2 separate regions of the Zea mays genome follow, and region 2 is linked to region 1. Evidence: chromatin contacts called from public Hi-C data. All regions are on one chromosome and are shown on one strand. The core of a region is the stretch at or near the end of the contact, and the rest is flanking DNA. Distances in the headings are between cores, read along the strand shown. Region 1 holds the start of LOC100273019. Region 2 holds the start of LOC100272724.

Region 1 (5,783 bases), core at 1,403-3,902:
GAAGGTGGGAAACTTGGATGCCATTGAATGTGGGGTGGTTGGGGTATTTATAGCCTCAACCACCAAAATGTGGTCGTTGGAAGTCTGTTGTCGCATGGCGCACCGGATAGTCCGGTGCGCCAGCCACGTCAGCAGGTCGTTGGGGTTCGACCGTTGGAGCTCTGACAGGTGGGGCCTCTGGGCTGTCCGGTGGCGCACCTGACAGGTCCTGTAGACTGTCCAGTGCTCCAACTACGTGTGCCCTGTCCTCTGCGCGCGCAGGCGCGCATTAAATGCGTTGCAGTCGACCGTTGCGCGTGAAGTAGCCGTTGCTCCACTGGCACACCGGACAGTCTGGTGTGACACCGGACACTGTCCGGTGCTTCACCGGACAGTCCGGTGAATTATAGCGGAGCGCCCTTCCATTTTCCCGAATGTGAGGAGTTCAGCCTCGAGTGCCCTGGTGCACCGGATACTGTCCGGTGGTGCACCGGACAGTCCGGTGCGCCAGACCAGGGTGCCTTTGGGATGTCTTTTTGCTCCCTTTGTTTGAACCCTTTCTTGGTCTTTTTATTGGCTTATTGTGAACCTTTGGCACCTGTAAGACTTATACACTAGAGCAAACTAGTTAGTCCAATTATTTGTGTTGGGCAATTCAACCACCAAAATCAATTAGGAAAGAGGTGTAAGCCTAATTCCCTTTCAGGAAGCAGTCGCGTCGGCGGAGAAAATGGGGTTTTCTCCGGTCTAGGTCCCGTCTCCTGTTGCAACAGCGGCGATAGTGGACCGCGGATTGGGGTCAACCAGGGGGCGCCGCTCTACTGCCGATTACGACTGGATCGACAGCAAGCGGCGGATGGTGCGGAGTCGTCGGGGAGGGCGGAGTCGGCGGAGAGTTCCAGAGTAGGCGGAGAGGGATGGGGTTTTGCGGTGGTGTAGGCGGTTATGGAAACTGAGACCGGGAGAAGAAATAGGAGCTAATGACGGCTGATACGTTATTATATATGGTATGTGAATAGTCTGGTCGGATGTCAGTCCACGTGCGGTCAGATTTGGCTGGGGCTTCCTGTAGCTAAATAGAGCCCAGGGATCCATATACATATATTATATATACACACACGTAGGGAGTAATTTATTAATAACAAACATTATATATATTTATCGTTTACTCGTCGTCAGTGGTGGTCTCACGTCGGAGTTGCCAACTAATATTAAGATCGACACTTGGTAGTAGCAACATACTGGCGTGATTACCGTCGATGGCAGCATCCTTGTTTGAGTCCTTTGGACTCTTTGCTCCTAAACTAGACATAACTCTTTGTTTTGGAAGACCATAAGTCTAGAAGGCCACTGGCTACGCGAGGCTCAAAAGCCAAAAGACCACATATGGCAGATTTGCTACTAGGCCAAACAAATAAACCATATATATGTGCATATACTTAACATAATAACATGTACTAGTATATACTATTATATACGTACACTACATGAGATGAGGCCCTTTTGATCTGGGGCCCGGATCACAGACACTGTTCGACCCCCAAGGGCTGGCATTGAGCGTACAATAATTACATGAAAACAAGCAATATATATAATCTCATTGACCTTAATATCTCATAAATTATTTAACAACAACCAATACAAAACTAATCTCGGGATCTGTAGCCACTCATCACTGGCGATGGTGCCTCCTCCTCCTCTATGTCGGTTGTTCTTGCCCTACTGCCTGTAGAGGCCCATGGCAGCAAAAAGTCCTCTAAGATGGTGTCGGTGAATCTTGGTGAGGGAGACAGAGACAAGGAAAGAGATGAGAAGTTGGGGGCGAAGTCGATGAAATATGAGGATTGGGGTTGAGCAACTCCAATAATTAATATGAATAAAAAATTTTGTAAAAAAATATCCTTCAACAGCTTATTTAAATGATTGTCCAAATATAGATATCTTCTATTCCGGATTTCTCGCTAGCCAAAGATAGAAAACACGAATGACTCTCTAGAGTATAAATAAGATATAAAAAATGGTTGGAGATAAGAAAGATATAGTAACCGTTTTTATGCAAATAACTCTTCAAAGGATAATTTAGAGGGTGAAATTTAGAAAGAATCTTGGAGATGCTCTATGACAACAACAACGAGGAGAAGAAAGTGCTTGTGGTGGTTGCATGGTTGGTTACGCATGCATGTAGAGATATAAGAGACATCTTATATAGTTGTTAGGCGATACGTGGGAGAAAACGAATGTATGCGTGGACACACGAAACTCGTGCTTTAAATGATAGTGATAAGTGATATAAATAATACAACGAAAAGGGTGAAAACATACGAATCGTATATGTATTCGAATTTTATATTAATTATTTAAAAAAGATATATAGAGCGAATTTGAGATTTATATTTTATAAATCTTAATAATCTTAATGCTAAAAACAAGAATATGAATTTATATAATAACTTTTATAGTCTATTTGTTGGTAATGAAGAAACAAGAGAAGAAAAATTGTGCCTGTCTTGGGAGGCCATCTAGCCGAACGGCGACATGGCGTCCGATGCCCTCAGCAGATTCACGTCCGTACGTGCCTGTCTTGTCTCCCTCGCCAACCGCGAATACGACTCCGCGCCCGCTGAAGCCTTCTTCCTATATTGTGCTACTGTAGGAGCTGCTGCATTCGCCAAGGGAAACGCGGCCAGTTTGCCAGCACAGCACCAACACGGCCCTGCCGGCATCGTCTTTCCGGTGCGCCAAATCCCTCCCCCTTTCCCATCAGATTTATCCGCTCCGCATACTGTGTGGACTGTGCCTTATTATATTCTGAAAACTGTCGCTGCTAGTTGGGGTTGGTGTTTATTCCATGACTGGTTTTCATGTGCATGGATGGATGCACTTGCCGGTGGCTAGGCATCTTTCCTGTATATGAATTGGATCATCTTTAACGTATTTGTGGTTCAAGTTTTTTTCATAAATGTTTTCTTAGTTGGATCTGTTAGTGTCCACATGTTATGTTGTATCTGAAAAACTTCACCAGATAGCTTGTTGACAAAGATGGATCCTTGTATCACATTCTTTTAGAATGATGCTATATGTAGGTGTTTGAATGAACTAGAGCTAATAGTTAACTATTAAAATTAGTTGAAAACATTCAAATAATTTAACTAATAGTTTAGCTATTAGCTACTTTTAGCAAATTAGCTAATCCTTAGCTAGCTATTTGTTAGCTAGCTAATTACACTAGTAATTTTTTGCCAACTAAGGCCCGTTTGGTTTGGTTTGGTTTGCGGTGACTAAACTTTAATCATTTTTAGTCCATAAAGAAGCAAATATGGTGACTATTGTGGGGTAACTAAACTTAAATTCTTTAGTCACCAAGAGAGTGACTAAAAGGGACTAAAGTAGGATTTTTACCTCATTTGCCCTCTCCTCTTTCTTAGTGCAGCAGGCATCACTAATTAATAAGAGTAATGCAGTCATTATTCACGTCAATTAATGTTTTTAGTCAGGTTTAGTCACTGAAACCAAACAGAGTACTTTAGTGACTAAACTTTAGCCACCAAAGTTTAGTCAGGTGAATATAGGAACCAAATATGTTCTAACTATTAGTTCTAGTTTATTTAAACAGCACTGAGTATCCATCTCACGTGAACTTTGCTGCCCGGAGGAAACTGATGCATTGTCTACCAAACGTAGAGACTAGTAGAGAAATAAGTAACAATAGTCACAACTAAAGGGTACGGCTGGTTTTTTTTCAGTTGGGTGGAAGATATGTATAACAATAGCTATAGGTATGGGAAATAGAATAGAATCAAATTAAGCAGTGGCAAAAGAACAAATTTAGGATTTTTTTACTTTATTCTTTTTTTTGGTACTGCCAATTCACTTTATTCTTTCTTCATTTGACGTTGAGTTATGCCAATTAGGATTTGTTTTAGCCGAATGGACAGGTGCTCTGCTGCTTCATCAAGTAATATTTACAGGAGGCTAAAGCAATATTTACAGGAGGTTAACAATTAGGGTTTTGGTTGTGGCAACTGACAAGTAAGCAACAAAAATTGCAGCCGGGCTCTATTCATCTTACTTGAAAATGGATTCAGATTAGTAGCTCGCATGTAAGACTTTTATGCCTTATGCCAAACTGCTCGGACAGATTAAGAAATCTAGCTCAGAATAACCTGTGCCATAACTTCTCGCTACTATTTTCAGTTGAGTTGGTTAGCCGCCTTGAAGAGTTGGTAAGTGGAGTTGGCCACCTTCCGGAGCATCGCCCGAGATGCTATCGGGCGAGTCGGAATTGCGCTGCTTGTCCGAGGTTGGCCTCGGGCGAGCCGTGACCGCGTCTCCCGCCCGAGGATGGCCTCGGGCGAGTGGTGATTGCGTGTTCCCCCCGGGGTTGGCCTCAGGCGAGTCGTGACTGCGTCTCCTGCCCGAGATTGGCCTCGGGCGATTCGTGAATGCATCTCCTGCCCCGAGCGTTGGCCTTGGTCGAGTCGTGACTTAGGTCTCTCGTGCCTTGGTAAGGTTGGTCCCACTCGAGGGCTCGACCCCCTTGGGGCATCTCATTGAGTCCTTCCTTATTCGATCCTTTATTGGCCCTTTGGTTGGTCTCGCCGACCAAAGAGGGGCCCGTGGCCACCCCGTCTGCCCGGTTACCGCAGGAGAATGTGAGGTACGACCTTTAACATGGGCACGAGCAAATGACCTATATGCCGGTCACCTAGCTTGCGGCTCACCGGAAGCCTGCTCGGTCCACCCCTCGCTCTACGTGAGAAGTTGGAGGTGAGTTTTGTTTTTTTACCTGGTCGATATGAGGTAGTTACTGTGGCGGCGCGGTAAAAGATGTGACCGTCATGACATCGTTCGACGTGGGTGGCTTTATGGGACGCGAGATATGAGGTAGTTACTGTGACGGCGCGGTAAAAGATGTGACCATCATGACATCCTTCGACGTGGGTGGCTTTATGGGACGCGAAACGACTCGTTCACCATACCGTGCGCAGGTGGCGTGATGGGGTCGGTGCAGCGACCACCTACTTCTCTTCTTCGAGACGCGCAACAGCGACGACAAGTCACTCTGGCTCGGGCCACAAACGGGAGGAAGCGAGGAGTTAGAGGAGGGAACACGGTGGAGAATGGAAGTCGACGAGAAGGGGAAGGGATGCCACCTGGGCAGTAGGGGCACGCGCCTCCCTCGGCGTGACGACGGATGCCACAATGGATAGTGTCGCTCGACGATGGGGATGGCGTCGGCGTCACTAGGGCCGGGGCAGGCGTAGACGACCCGCTGTGTCTGCAGGGGTGAGGGGGAGGGGCTCTTCGTGACAGGCATTATGGGGGTGCGTGGCGGATGAGGGCGGGCAGCATGGAGATCTAAGAGGTAGGAGAGTGGGAGAGACGATCATACGAACGTGGGGTGGACGAGACGATCATACGGTCATGGTAACGTGGGGTGGACGAGACGATCATACGGTCATGGTAGCGTGGGGGCGTAGTCATGTATCACCAGACAACCTCTAGGCCACAGCAGAGGCCATCTACCCGACAACCTCACCAGATCCACGCGGTCTTATTACCTGACCTGCCTGTCTCGCCGATCGCGAGTACACGACGCCGCGCCCGCGGAATCCATCTTCTCCATCTCCAACTGTGCTACTGTAGGAGCTGCTGCAATCGGGGAGAGAAACGCGACCAGTTTGCCGGCACCAACACGGCCTGCTGCCACATCTCCGGCATCTTCTTCCGGTGCGCCAAATCACTTCCCCTTTCCCGTCAATCTTCCGCTCCGCTCCGCATGTTGAGGACTATTTCTGTCTGAA
Region 2 (5,357 bases), core at 1,480-3,979, 230 kb before region 1:
ATGATGATACACATAGCTTTATGACGAATCTTACACAGTAATGCATATGGTTTTGGCGCGCCAAGGTGCCACAAACTATGGTTTGTAACAAAGTTATACAGATGAATTATACGCAAATCAATTTCCCCTTCATCACAAAAGAAGGATGCTCACCATGGCTGGCTGGTATGATCTCCATCCAGCAAGCAATACCGACAAAACGAGTTGTTCTTGGCATTATGGAGTTCGCAACTACCATGAGCGCAGTGGCTCATCATGCTTTGCTCGTAAAGCTGAATCCAGTCCCTTGCAATGCATCCTCTACGACCTTGTCTAGCCTCTGCGCCATGTCCGGCGTCATATGGTTGCTCCAGTCCCCAGCAACTCCCTTCCTGAAGTAGCTTTCGTTCTTGACCCCCAACATATTGCTTCCATTTCTGTTCACCTCCATGTCCCTCATCTTGCCCAGGCTACACAGCTCCACGATGGCGCTCACCACCCCGTGCTCCTCCTCCTCCTCAGAAAATCCACACCCCATGAACTTGGCGAGCTTCCTGACGTGTGCCTCGGGATCAATCAGCATCTCCTCGTACCGAAGGAACAACACCCTGTCAGGCCTCCTCACGCTCTCCTCCCAGTACTGGAGGACGTGCTCCCACTGCGGGCCGCACATACAGCGACCATCACAGAAAAGCTCCAAGGCTTCCTGGATCGTGAACGATCGAGCGTCAGCCCCCAGCGCCGACGCCGCCTTCCTCGTGAACAGCCAGGCAGAGACCAGCGCGTCCTTGGGTTCCCGGCAGACATACACGATCCGGCACCCCGAGCGCTCCCTATCCCCGGTGATGCTGCCGGGCAGCAGGGAGTAGGGGAGGTGCGTGGCTAGCACGCGCGGGGACGGGAGAGCCTCCAACTCATCCTTCTGCTGGTTGAAATTAGCATCGAGGAACCTGACACAGTCATGAGGGTTGCAACGACGCAGCGGATGGTCGCCATCCAATGGCGGATGCGTGGAACGCTTCAGCGTCGCGAAGGCAAGGGCCTTGAGCCAAGTGGTGCCAGACTTGGGGAAGCTTGCGACGAACACGTCGGTGGGTCTCGGCTTGAAGCAGGAATGAATGCCGGGGAGGTCTGCCTTCAATATTACCTCAGGCACCCAAAAGTTGGCGTACCGGCGGAGAGGGAACGGTGGGCACCTGGTCTCGAGGGGCAGCGAAGGGATGATGCTGGCTATGTTGGAGTGAGGAGGACTCGCCAATGGTGATGCTGCTTCTTGTGCATTGTTCCCTGACTGCCTGGAAGCCATCATCCAGTTGCTTGCTGCAGCAGCCTACATGAGAACAAAAAATCTTGTCTCTCAGTTTAAAGTAAATATAATAGCGAGAAATTATGGTACATGTAAGGTAAGAGAGAAACCAAGTTTCACTAGATGATGATGATACTCAAGTTATCACCATCAGACCAGGAACCATTAAATTCAATGAACATTAACATTGAAATCGTTCGCATTGCAAGTCACTAACAGTGGAGCTCCAACTCACATTAAGAAGTACCAGGGGGGGGGGGGGGGGGGGGGGGGGGGGGGGGGGGGGGGGGAAGGGCCAACTACAAAGTGCTCATGCTTTCAAGGTGTTGAGAAATTTTGCACAATACTAGTCTTTCACAAGATCGGGATATTGCTCCAAGCAGACACAAAATCTTAATTGGTAGCATGCCCATTCGGCCCAAAAATAAAATCCTAATTGCCATAACTCAACATCAAATGAAGAAAGAATAAAGTGAATTGGCTCTGGTATCTTCTCCACAGCCCAACAGTCCATCGGAACCAGGATATAAAACCAGTACTATTTGTCGCGTTTTAGTTCAAAAATAAGCTAGCTGACGACAAATATTTGAGAACGGAGGTAGTACAATTCTTGCTTGCAAGATTAAACAGCTGATTATTCACTGACTCGACTCAAATTCATGATACCCCAATGCGACCATCTCAATTGTCACTGCTTAATTTGGTTCTATACTTTTTCCCATACTTGAAAGTTGAAACTATTGTTATGCATATCTTCCACTCAGCACAAAAATATCAGCAGTAAGCCAGTACCTTATAGTTGTGACTATGTACTTACTTCTAATTACCCTATTACATTTATGCAAAAAAATAATCATAAAAACGTTGAGATAATCATAGCCACCAGCAAGTCCATCTGCCACATAAAATCCAGCTATGGACTAACTGCAACTACGGGGAGGTTCATGCCCACATCAAGAGCCTCCCAACCCCAACTAGCAGCGACAGTATGGAGTCCCCAACCCTCACTAGCAGCGATAGTTTTCAGAATATAATAAGACTGAGTGTCTGAGTCCTATATGCGGAGCGGAGCGTAGCGTAGCGGATAGATTACGGGCTGTTTTGGTGACTAGCGATTTGGGATTTGGAGCGGATCCAGAAAACCAGTTGCTATTCAAAATTGGATAGGAAGGGTTTTCTTTCTTAGGGATCCCCTCCAAATAAATCCCTGGTCACCAAATCATCTAGGGATTTGACGCACCTGAATGAACAACTGACAGAGACAGTTTTCAGACAGAAATAGTCATCAAAATGCGGAGCAGCAGGCCGTGTTGGTGCCGGCAAACTGGTCGCGTGTCTCTCCCCGAATGCAGCAGCTCCTACAGTAGCACAATTGGAGATGGAGAAGATGGCCTCAGCTGAGGTTTGTTTTTGGCCACTTGGCTCTTGCTATTCTCAGATCACGTGGATCTGGTGGGTCGTCGGACGGCATGTCACCGTCGGCTAGATGGCCTCCGTTGTGGCCCAGATGTTTACATCACGTGCCCATGGGGCGGATTCCATCGTAGAGGTGAAAACGGGTGAAATATATCAGTTGTTTATCGGATATTGATAATATAAATATTTATTTTTGTAATATATTCGGGTATTTTTAAACTCGTGATGGATACGTAGTACAGCTTAGAATTTGAGTCAGACACGGAGCAAAGACTAACCAAATATTCAGGTCGGATACGTGTATCGAAGTTTTAGGTACCTATTTTTTTCTTTTTCTTCATAATCTCTATTACCAACTCCCTCTACCCACAAAAGTTTGTCATTCTCACTTTTCGAGGAGTCAAAGACTTTGACCACATTTATATAAGAAAAAAATTAATATGTATAGTACATAATTGGTATTATTAGATAGATCTTTGAATCTACTTTTGCAGTAAAATTATTCGAAGATATAAATATTGCTAATATATTCTACAAATATAGTCAAACTTAAGAAAGTTTGACTTGCACGAATACCATTGCGACAAACATTTGTGGATGGAGGGAGTATTAAGCACGTACTGTACTGTAGACCTTTCGTCCGCCCTCGGCCACACGATGTGTGTCATCCCCGCCCTCCTGTCTGCATCCTCCGCTCCCTGCATAGCCCGCCCGCCCACCTCGCGCTCGCATCTTAGACTATCTCCAGCAGCTTACCTATACCCATATTCAAACTCCACTCTGCGAATAGTGCAATCTACAATGCAGAATAATGTGAAACAGTGTTTATGGGTAGACTTTGGGTGAACTGCTGGAGTCGGTCTTAGCTCCGTTGTCGGGAAATGTTCCTCGCCCCCCAATGGACCCGCCCCTAGATAAACCTGTGGGAGATAGATATCCCATGTGTTATTATAATCACACTAGGTATATACTCGTGTGTTGCTACAAAGTCAATATGTTATATTAAAATATATAAAGATACACAAGGATTAATTGTCATTCTATGCTCTTGTCAGCGTCTCTTAAATATTAAAGAGGTTAATATACCTTAAAAACTATATACATATGTGCTTGTACTTTGCCATGGAAATTAAATATTAAAATCGCAAAATTCATACTACGGTTTGTTGTAAGATATAAATGTTATAAAAAATGTAGATAAAAAGGCATTACAAAAAAGATATAGTCACTACCGGAATCAATAGCTTTGCCGAGTGCCTGAAGCACTCGGCGAAGCCTTAAAAACACTCGGCAAAGCCTTTGCCGAGTGTAACACTTGGCAAAGAAGACTCGGCAAACAGTGCATCGGCAAAGACTTCTTTGCCGAGTACTTTTTCTCGGGCACTCGGCACAGATGTTTGCCGAGTGCCAGGGAGCACTCGGCAAAGAAAAGCGACCGTTACGACGCCGGGTGACGGAGACGGCGGCTTTGCCGAGTGTCGACGGTGACACTCGGCAACGAAGATAGCTTTGCCGAGTGTCTTCCTGGCAGCACTCGGCAAAGCCGCCTTCTTTGCCGAGTGCCAATTGGCGCACTCGGCAAAGAGCCCGCCAGAGAGGGTCCCCATGTCAGGCTCTTTGCCGAGTGTTCTGTGCGACACTCGGCAAAGCCGACCTCTTTGCCGAGTGCCAGCGACATAACACTCGGCAAAGAACCTAAGCCGGTGCCCAGGTCTGTGCTGTTTGCCGAGTGTTATGTGAGCATGTTGCTCGAAGTTCACGGCCATGTTTAGTGAGCATGTTGCTCGAAGTTTCCGGTACGCTTCTGAAATCGGTCGTAACTTATGCTAAGTACCATGAATATCATTTTTTCATGCACGGTTTTCCAAGTTTCGAGTGACCTGCAGTTCAAATTTGAATTTTCCGAAGAAATTCAAATAAACGAACTAAATCTACTAACGATTGAATCTCTGTTATAATTGTCCACAAATGATACATGTAGGTCTACATAGTGTAGGAACATAACACAAAAAGTTTGGGAGACAAAATCAAAAAAATAAAAATATACTTTGCCGAGTGTCTAGGGACGACACTCGGCAAACAGGTCTTTGCCGAGCGCTAGATGTGTGACACTCGGCAAAGAATACTCTTTGCCGAGTGCCAGCCGCTGGCTCTCGGCAAATACTGACGGCCGTCAGCTTTGGGACGGCCTCTGACGGCCCTTTGCCGAGAGCCCCCTTTGCCGAGTGTTTGGCACTCGGTAAACTAGTCTTTGCCGAGTGTCGACCTGTGCCGAGTGTCCAGCGCTCGGTAAAGAGCCTCGTTGCCGAGAGTATAGCTTTACCGAGTGCGGCACTCGGCAAAGCCTTCTTTGCCGAGTGCCCGACAAAAGGCACTCGGCAAAGATTTCAACACTCGGTAAAGCCTTGGATTCCGGTAGTGAATAATCTATTACATTGTTCTCGATGCAGGGAAGCACAAGACAAGACACGTGTTTTCCAAATCGCACACATGTGTCAACAAAAACAGCAAAACATGAAACTTGCAACACATCTGAGAACAAATTAGGGAAACCATGCTGTAATTAATATAAAAACAGGATATGGAAACAACCCTCTTGGTGACTTGGTCGGGAGTGTGTCCGGGCATGTGCATGCCCTTGCGCTCCCCTCCGGTG

The links. Hi-C and Micro-C count contacts between places; a contact is called where the count stands out from the background.
Region 2: a contact with region 1 is called in a Hi-C map of leaf, with 6 times the contacts expected there. The contact joins the promoter of LOC100272724 here to the promoter of LOC100273019 in region 1. A contact is called at or near these places in 4 of 25 Hi-C or Micro-C datasets (ear, leaf and tassel).

What each region holds. Positions count from the first base shown.
Region 1 is chr3:152,659,557-152,665,339 of Zm-B73-REFERENCE-NAM-5.0, reverse strand. It overlaps LOC100273019, which reads left to right and starts at 2,652. Exons shown (of 3, transcript NM_001329854.1): 1 at 2,652-2,712.
Region 2 is chr3:152,892,105-152,897,461 of Zm-B73-REFERENCE-NAM-5.0, reverse strand. LOC100272724 reads right to left here and starts at 2,729. Exons shown (of 2, transcript NM_001147177.1): 1 at 2,526-2,729; 2 at 1-1,309. The coding sequence starts at 1,288. The coding sequence ends at 254.